Regions from separate parts of the Rattus norvegicus genome. Here region 1 is linked to region 2. A link is a contact called in public Hi-C data. All regions are on one chromosome and are shown on one strand. The core of a region is the stretch at or near the end of the contact, and the rest is flanking DNA. Distances in the headings are between cores, read along the strand shown. Region 1 overlaps Bach2 (BTB domain and CNC homolog 2). Region 2 overlaps LOC134478955 (a long non-coding RNA gene).

Region 1 (3,929 bases), core at 240-2,739, 380 kb after region 2:
GTGTCACCAAAACTGTAAGGTATTTTTTGACTTCCATAAATAATGTTCACATTTCAGTATTGGACACATCGGATTATATTTAATTTGCTTGGGCAATGTGAACGTATTACCAATGCTAATTCTTCTAGCCCGCATATACAGAATGTCCTTCTGTTTGTCTCTGTCTCCAACTTCTCTCTTCAGTGTTTTATCGTTTTCCACTGTAGATATCTTTAACCTCGTTGGTTAGATTTCCACTTAAGACAGTTCCCTGCTACTACATAAAAGTGCTGTTCTCTTTTTATATGTTGATTTTTGGGTCTAATAACTTTAGTTTTAGTTCATGATCATGAATGGTGGACTCTTCAGGGTTACCTATTTTTAAAAATCATGTCATCCGAAAGTAGTAACAATTTAACTTCTCCCTTTCTTGCCTTTAATTCAATTCCTCCCTCCGCATGGGATTCCCTCTGTCTTTCTTCCAAATCTGCTTGTTGCTGATGGCTAAATTCCTCTGAACTCATTATCTAACAGATTATTTTTAGTTGCATTTTTATCAAGTACTGCCACAATATCAACATGTAAGACGCCATTCAGTGGAGAATCCAGGACCTTTGCTCTTTGGCTACAAGAGTTTTGAGGACTACGTGTTGAATCTTGTGCGACAGAGACAGGTGTTTTAATGAGCTTGGGCCCCCTGTGCTGCAGGAAGTTTAAGACATGCAGAAGTCAGCCAATCAGCTTTCCATCTCCTTCCTACTCCCTCCCTCTTTTAATCACTCCCACTGTAGCTGCAGCTAGTCCCGGGAATGCTACCCTTGTTTGATGTGTTCCCATGATTTGTAGATCTGTCTCCCTTTTCTCCTGGGATCAGCAGCAGTGTTCAGAAGGATCTACAGGAAATCGAATAGTGTATGCAGGGTAAGGAAGCCTACCCTGACTCCCACAGTTTAGAAATTTCTATCTTAAAAAAAAAAAATGAAGAAGGTAAGTTAGTCACAGGCAAGATACTTTCAATTGTCCAGTCATGCCTTGTGTGTGCCTGTGTACACAGGTATGTGGAAGCTGTGTGCAAGTACATTTTCAATCCTTAAAACACCCTGGAGAAGCAGCAAGACAGTAGGCTGAGCCACAGAAGGTCTTAGACATCTCCATGGCAAAGCTGCTGCTAACAATTAGGGAAGGAACACCCCTGTCCTTTGCTACTTGGAGGCTACAACTACTGAAATGACAGAAGATTGTGTAGATCTCACTCTCACCCCTAATCCTTTTGAACCAAGGGTTAATTTCTTGTTAACACTCGTCATAAGATCATAAGATCAGGTGTGACGTGCTGATTAAAAATCCCAAGTGGGGCCAGGCACAGTGGCGCACGCCTTTAATCCAGCACTTGGGGGATAGAGGTAGGCAGGTCTCTGTTGCATTTGAGGACGGTCTGGTCTACAGAGTGACTGTCAGGACAGCCAGGCTATATAGTGAGACCTTGTCTGGGGAAAAAAAAAAAAAAAAGTAGACAATCCCAAATGAAAGCTGTAAAGGGTGAGCAAAAGAGGGTTTTTTTTTTTTCAATGTTCCTTAACAGTATATAGAAAAGCCCCACAGACACTGAGTTTCTTGACAGGGCCTTCCTGTCATTTCTGTGGTTGACAAGAAAACGATAGTGCTGTCTTTGGTGTGAGAGAGCTTCAAGAAGAGCTACAGCGCCCCCTCTTGTGTAGAATGGCTCTCGACAGGATGGACGGGGGACAGAAACTAATAGGCTTCCCATTGTTCCTGGCATTTTTGCCAGGGTATTTCATTAGTGTAAACAATGAACCCTTTGTCATCTCACCTCGCCACTTGACCTTGGTGATTCTCAATTCTGCCGGTGCCGTGAGGTACGGAGGTGGCCGGCACGAGGCCGCCACTCATTATTGGAAGCAGAGACCTTGCTGACCCAGTATGAGATTAACTTCTCCTTTGCACTTTTTATTCTAGGGCACGAGCACTGTCTGGTTATCTGGCTTTGGTTGAGAAATTCGGGACAATAGCAGTGCTGATGGTAATGTTGGCAACTCCCCTGTTTGTTTTGCAGGTCACGGCCAGGGGCTTTGGGCCGCTGCTACAGTTTGCCTACACTGCCAAGCTGTTACTCAGCAGAGAGAACATCCGCGAGGTCATCCGCTGTGCCGAGTTCCTGCGCATGCACAATCTGGAGGACTCCTGCTTCAGCTTCCTGCAGACCCAGCTCCTGAACAGGGAGGATGGTCTGTTCGTATGTCGGAAGGACAGTGCGTGCCAGCGCCCCCAGGAGGACCATGGGAACTCTGCAGGAGAAGAGGAGGAGGAGGAAGAGACGATGGACTCAGAGACAGCCAGGATGGCTTGCGCCACAGACCAGATGCTCCCAGACCCCATCAGCTTCGAGGCCACTGCCATCCCAGTAGCAGAGAAAGAAGAAGCCTTGCTTCCTGAGTCTGAGGTACCCACAGATACCAAGGAAAACTCAGAAAAGGGTGCACTGACCCAGTACCCTCGATATAAGAAGTACCAGCTCGCGTGTACCAAGAATGTCTACAGCGCAGCCTCACACGGTACCTCAGGGTTTGCAGGCACATTCAGTGAAGAGAGTCCTGGCAATAGCCTCAAACCAGGGCTCTCCGTGGGACAGATTAAAAGTGAGCCACCCAACGAGGAGACGGAGGAGGAGAGCATCACACTCTGCCTGTCAGGAGATGAAACTGACATCAAAGACAGACCAGGAGATGTCGAGATGGACCGGAAACAACCGAGCCCTGCCCCTCCTCCCGGTACCCCTACTGGAGCCACCAGCCTGGACAGATCCAGGAGTGTGTCCTCACCTTCCTGTCTGCGGTCTCTGTTCAGTATAGCAAAAGGCGTGGAGTCGACTGGCCTACCTAGTACATCTCAGCAACACTTTGTCAGGAGTTCAGCATGCCCTTTCAACAAGGGGATCTCTCAGGGTGACCTTAAAACTGATTACACCCCTTTGGCAGGGAACTACGGACAGCCCCACGTGGGCCAGAAGGATGTGTCCAACTTCGCAATGGGGTCGCCACTCAGGGGGCCCGGGCCGGAGACTCTTTGTAAACAGGAGGGAGAGCTGGACCGCAGGAGCGTCATCTTCTCCGCAAGCACGTGTGACCAACCGAACACTCCGGTGCATTCATATTCTTCGGTGAGCAGTTTGGACAAAGACCTTTCTGAGCCGGTGCCAAAAAGTCTATGGGTGGGAGCTGGCCAGTCCCTCCCCAGCTCCCAGGCCTACTCCCACGGCGGACTGATGGCTGACCACTTGCCAGGAAGGATAAGGCCCAACACCAGCTGCCCGGTGCCAATCAAAGTCTGTCCTCGCTCACCTCCACTAGAGACCAGAACCAGGACCTCCAGCTCCTGCTCCTCCTATTCCTACGCAGAGGATGGGAGTGGGGGCTCCCCCTGCAGCCTCCCTCTCTGCGAGTTTTCCTCTTCACCCTGTTCCCAGGGAGCCAGATTCCTTGCCACGGAACATCAGGAACCAGGCCTGATGGGAGATGGAATGTACAACCAAGTCCGACCCCAAATTAAATGTGAGCAGTCTTACGGAACCAATTCCAGTGACGAATCTGGATCATTCTCGGAAGCAGACAGTGAGTCGTGTCCTGTGCAGGACAGGGGCCAGGAGGTAGGGAATCCACATAAGTTCAAGCGTTATGACCTACTTACCATCTCAGTCCTTTACCTGAATTTTTTCCTCTCCCCAACTCTAGAGTTATTGGTCCCGCGTCTGCCCTGCCACAGCGCACGGCCGCTCGGGGAGGCAGGATGCCAGAAGTTTGACCGGCTTACCCCCAACGCTGTCGCCGGGCGAGTGTTGGGCTATGGGAAGCACCGGGACATTGCTCCAGGGTGGGGAAGTATAGTCTGAGGCGTGGGGGACAGCCGAGGCCGGGGCTGTCTGGTTCTCAGGC
Region 2 (4,363 bases), core at 981-3,480:
AAAAAATTGGTGAACTAAAGCCAAAGAAATGAAAATATAACCCCATATTTCTTCTACAGAGCCCTGGAAATAATGTTCCCAAGGAAAAAACCACTAAGGTATTATTATGAAATGGAAAGACTTACCCAGGGTCGGGAAGAAGCTCGGCCGGCAGAGAGGCTCCTGCTGCAAGCTTGACAACTTGAATTTGATCCCCGGACCCACATGGTAAAAGGAAAGAGCTCCTTCCACCAGGTCTCTAACCTCCACACACACGCTGCAACAAGCGCACCTCCCTCCAAAAAATGTAAAGAGAAAAGTGTAGACAGAAAATGGAAAGTCTGTGAATTTCCATACTTTCATGCATTTGGTGGGATAGATGGATTCAGACTGTAGAGGATAGATAAGTAGATTTTCATATCACAGAATAATTTTCAAGTGAGAATGGGTATCTGAATCCTAAATTATTAATCTGTAATAGAAAGATATAGTTGTGGAACCACATACTCATTGTGAAGAGGGTCTAGCACAGAAGTCAGGAGCGCTGGCTGGGTCCAGGGTCACCCATGAGAGTCTGGAGATCCAGAACTCGGCTTTCTGAAGGGCATGGAACTGAAGGCATTGAGGAGCCCCAGCAGGTCTGGCCTCGAGCTCAGGTGATGCGAACACAGAAGGTAGACTTCGGAACATGTCACTGTAAAGCATCTCAAAATTGCTGCCAGAGCCAGATGTGGCCTGCTTAAAGAACAACAAAGCCCCAGCTATCCCGGAGCACAGATGCCGTCTCAGCAAGTTCTCACCCCGTTTGTGTTGTTACACATTTATTCACAGGACTGTTGCCCCTGGGTGGGTATCTCAGTGTGATGTCCGTGCGTTCCAAGTGTTCCCTTGCTCCCGGTCTCAAAGAGCAGGCAAGGCAACTATTTGACGGTGTTTGAGATGTATTGTGAACAATTAAAAGTAACAAGAAAAATAAGCGGCTGGACTCACACCCTGCTTCTGTCACACGTGGGAACATTGCTGAGCTCTCTGGGTCTCGATATCATCACACATAAAATTAATACAATAACAGGCCCCCCTGCTCGTGGAGTTAATGCATGGATGGTATCCGGGGTGTAGAATGTGCTCGGTAGATACTAGTCATCAGTGTAGACACTTAACTGCAAGCTAACTTAATGTGGAACATTGAAAAACTAAATGCGGATGTAGTAAAAGCACAGTGTTGCACACATATGTGTGAAAGATTCTATTTAGAAAAGAAAAAGAAAAGGAAAGGTGTGCCAAGCATGGAAACTCATGTCTGTGATCCTAGCACTTGAGAGGCTGAAGCAGGAGGATTGCCAGATGTTCGAGGCCAACTTAAGCTACATGTAGAGTTGCAGGGTAACTTGATCTGTCACACATATATGTGTACATGTACACACACACACACACACACATACATAGACACTCACACAGAGAGAGACAGACAGACAGAGACAGTGATAATAATTGTAATAAGGTCTGATTTTTACCTCAAAACATGTTAGCAAGGACTCATTTCTATAAAAGCACCCCACTATATACAGTAGATGACTTGTCCTCTTTTCTAAAAGGGATGCTTCACCTCCTCCAGGACCCAGAGAACAAGTCTGAGGGTATTGTTTCCTGAAAATGAATCCCTGGCTTAATCACGCTCAGCCCAGATAGTGGGTCAGGTGTTGCTAGGCAGAGCCCCAATAAGACACTCTGGCTTTTCTCGGGATCCTCTCCGTGTTGCTCTCAAGGACGCCATCTTGCACTAAGGCCATAACCTTTTCCCCAAAGATGTATGCTCATCACAAGAATCGGTTGTGGAATGTGTGGGTAACACACAGATGTAACCCTTAAAAATCGCCCAAGGGCCAGAGAGACTGCCTACTTCCCTCAAATAGACAAACTCCCCTTTCTTGAATGTACCTTTTTTCCTGGTTTCTTCCTTCTGATTCTAGCAGGATTCCCTCTGTGGCCAAACCCCACTCTTCTCCACAGAGGTTGCAGACTGGACCGTGTCACTTGTTTAGTGGGGTACTTAGTGGGGATTTGACAGCCATAAGGGCGCACAGGTGCACGTGTGCAGGTGGGAGCCCCTCTACAGCTCTAAAAGCAGCCGTGGCTTGCAGGGTGAGGTCCTTATTCTTCAACTCTTCATACAACTGTGGAGAGCCGAGAACAGACTCAGAGGTGAGTCACTGAAGAGTTATTCCTAAACAGCAAAGACCAACTTTTTAGTGAATTCCAAATCTTGGAGTCACCCGAGTCCAAAGAGGGAAGTCGTGAGAGTCAGGAGAGGGGGGCAGGAGGTAGTGAAAAAAATAGAAGCGACAGAAATAGGACTTCAGTGTTCTGGCTGCTCATTAGACCAGCACTGAGCTGGTGCTCATATGGCCTGAATAACTGATACTTTTTATAAGTAACTGAAGAGCTATAAAAAGCTTAGCATTTGAGAAAACAACAAACAGCTGTGGTAAATGAGCAAGAAAACGAAGAAAAAAAAAATCCAAAAGAGCAAGTAAGCATTGTCTGGGTGGCAGAAGGTCAAGCTGCTGCTTGAGGAAGTATTAAAGCTCTCCCGCACAGTTGCTACAGTGTATGGACCTCGCCCCTCCCCCTTCCCACCCCCACCCCCGCCCCCGCTAGCCACACCTCTCCCTGAACTCACCCTCCTCCCTGTCAAAGAGAAAGAACACATGCAAGTCAATAGAAGGCTGGCCGTTATTTCCTGAAAACAGCGTTTGCTAACACAGGAGGCCCAACCACGAATTAAGCAGCGTACACCTGAGGTCATGCAGACCTACAGTGCGAGCAAACCTCTCTCTGAGGTCAGCTTCCACTGCCTTCTGGATGAGCCTCACTGAACTGGGACACTCCCTCCCTCCCCCCGGGATTAGTTTATGTGCACCCTGAGATGTCATACAGTCATACAGTTCCTTTTAACAGAAAAATGTCATCTGCAGGGACCGCAGCTAGCAACGATGTGTAACGATATTCCTTCCGACTTCCTCAGCTGGCTGTTGGTAAGTTCAATGATGAGGTCACTGTCGGGTGGGGAGGAATGCAGTAAAGTGGCCAGACACCTTGACTCTGGCCTCTAAAGTCAACTCCAATGCTCACTGTTCACCACGTGAGTGTTAATCCCTTAGCACCTCAGCTTCCTCGTAGTAAATTTAGTAAGCCTGTGTTTCCTTCCTCTGGTCTCCAGTTGAATCTCAGCTTAGCTTGCTAACTAATACTTGAGAACAAACTTGAATGGCCCACAGACACCTCCCCTTGTTTCTAAGCTCTAGGCAGTAGTCTTGATAACACATCCCGAGTACTAGTTGGAAGAAATGGAAAAGGAGGTTTTTGCTTCTTATGTTATTGAAGGAAAATAATTCGGCCAAGACACATAGCAAATTAAGGACAGTGTAATGATTTGTATATGCTTGGCCCAGGGAGTGGCACTAATTGAAAGTGTGTCCACGTTGGAGTAGGTGTGTCACTGTGGGTGTGGGCCTTATCCTAGCTGCCTGGAACTCCATTAGCAGCCTTCAGATGAAGATGTAGAGCTCTCAGCTCCTCCTGCACCATGCCTGCCTGGATGCTGCCATGCTCCCACCTTGATGATAATGGACTGAACCTCTGAACCTGTAAGCCAGCCCCAATTAAATGTTGTCCTTATAAGACTTGCCTTGGTCATGGTCTGTTCACAGCAGTAAAACCCTAACTAAGACAGACAGTATACTCCAGAGAAAGACTGCAATGGGCAGGGTGAACTAAGTGCTTTGGGTTCTGTGTTGTGGGTTTTAAAACTGTTTTAATGAATATTTATTAAGTGAATGGTATATTCATGAGGTCAGGTGACTCTCTTCCAAATCATGTTAGACTGGACCTCCTTTTTAAAAAAAATCTATTCTTCTCTTTTATATAACATCCCAATAGCAGTTTTCCCTCCCTCACTCCTCCCAGTCCCTCCCCACCATCCCTACCATGCCCCAGATTCACTCCTCCATTTCCTTTCAGAAAGGAACAGGCCTCTAAGGGATATCAGCCGAGCATGGCATAGCAAGTCACAAGACCAGGCACAGACCCTCACATCAAGACTAGACAAGGTAACCCAGCAGGAGGAAAGGGTCCCAAGAGCAGGCAAAAGAGCCAGAGACAGTCATCTCCATTCCCACTGTTAGGAATCCCACAAGAACACCATAACATTTCAGCAGAATACCTAGGTCAGATCTATAAGGATCCCTGACTGTTGCCTCAGTCTCCATGAGCCCCTATGAGCCCTGGTTAGTTGATTCTGTAGACTGTTTTTTATGGTACCTTTGACCCCTCTGGCTCCTACAACTTCCTCCCCCTCTTCTGCAGGATTCCCTAAGCTCTGACT

Evidence for each region. A called contact is a pair of places that touch in the nucleus more often than the background predicts.
Region 1: a Hi-C map of psoas muscle shows a contact between it and region 2, with 2.7 times the contacts expected there. The contact joins two enhancer-like sites. A contact is called at or near these places in 11 of 12 Hi-C or Micro-C datasets (the A7r5 cell line, Schwann cells, frontal cortex and 6 more).

Annotation. Positions count from the first base shown.
Region 1 is chr5:51,753,017-51,756,945 of GRCr8, forward strand. It overlaps Bach2 (BTB domain and CNC homolog 2), which reads left to right. Exons shown (of 6, transcript NM_001135754.1): 4 at 2,054-3,643. Among named protein-coding and RNA genes, the nearest start is that of Gja10, 43 kb to the right of the region's middle. Within about 2 kb of position 1,490, at least 32 of the 93 cell types and tissues checked have an H3K27ac peak or open chromatin away from gene starts, as enhancers often do. A contact at or near this core is called in Schwann cells, where this site is marked.
Region 2 is chr5:51,367,996-51,372,358 of GRCr8, forward strand. It overlaps LOC134478955 (a long non-coding RNA gene), which reads right to left. Exons shown (of 5, transcript XR_010051757.1): 3 at 2,660-4,363; 4 at 126-2,153. Among named protein-coding and RNA genes, the nearest start is that of Bach2, 140 kb to the right of the region's middle. Within about 2 kb of position 2,231, at least 21 of the 93 cell types and tissues checked have an H3K27ac peak or open chromatin away from gene starts, as enhancers often do. A contact at or near this core is called in Schwann cells, where this site is marked.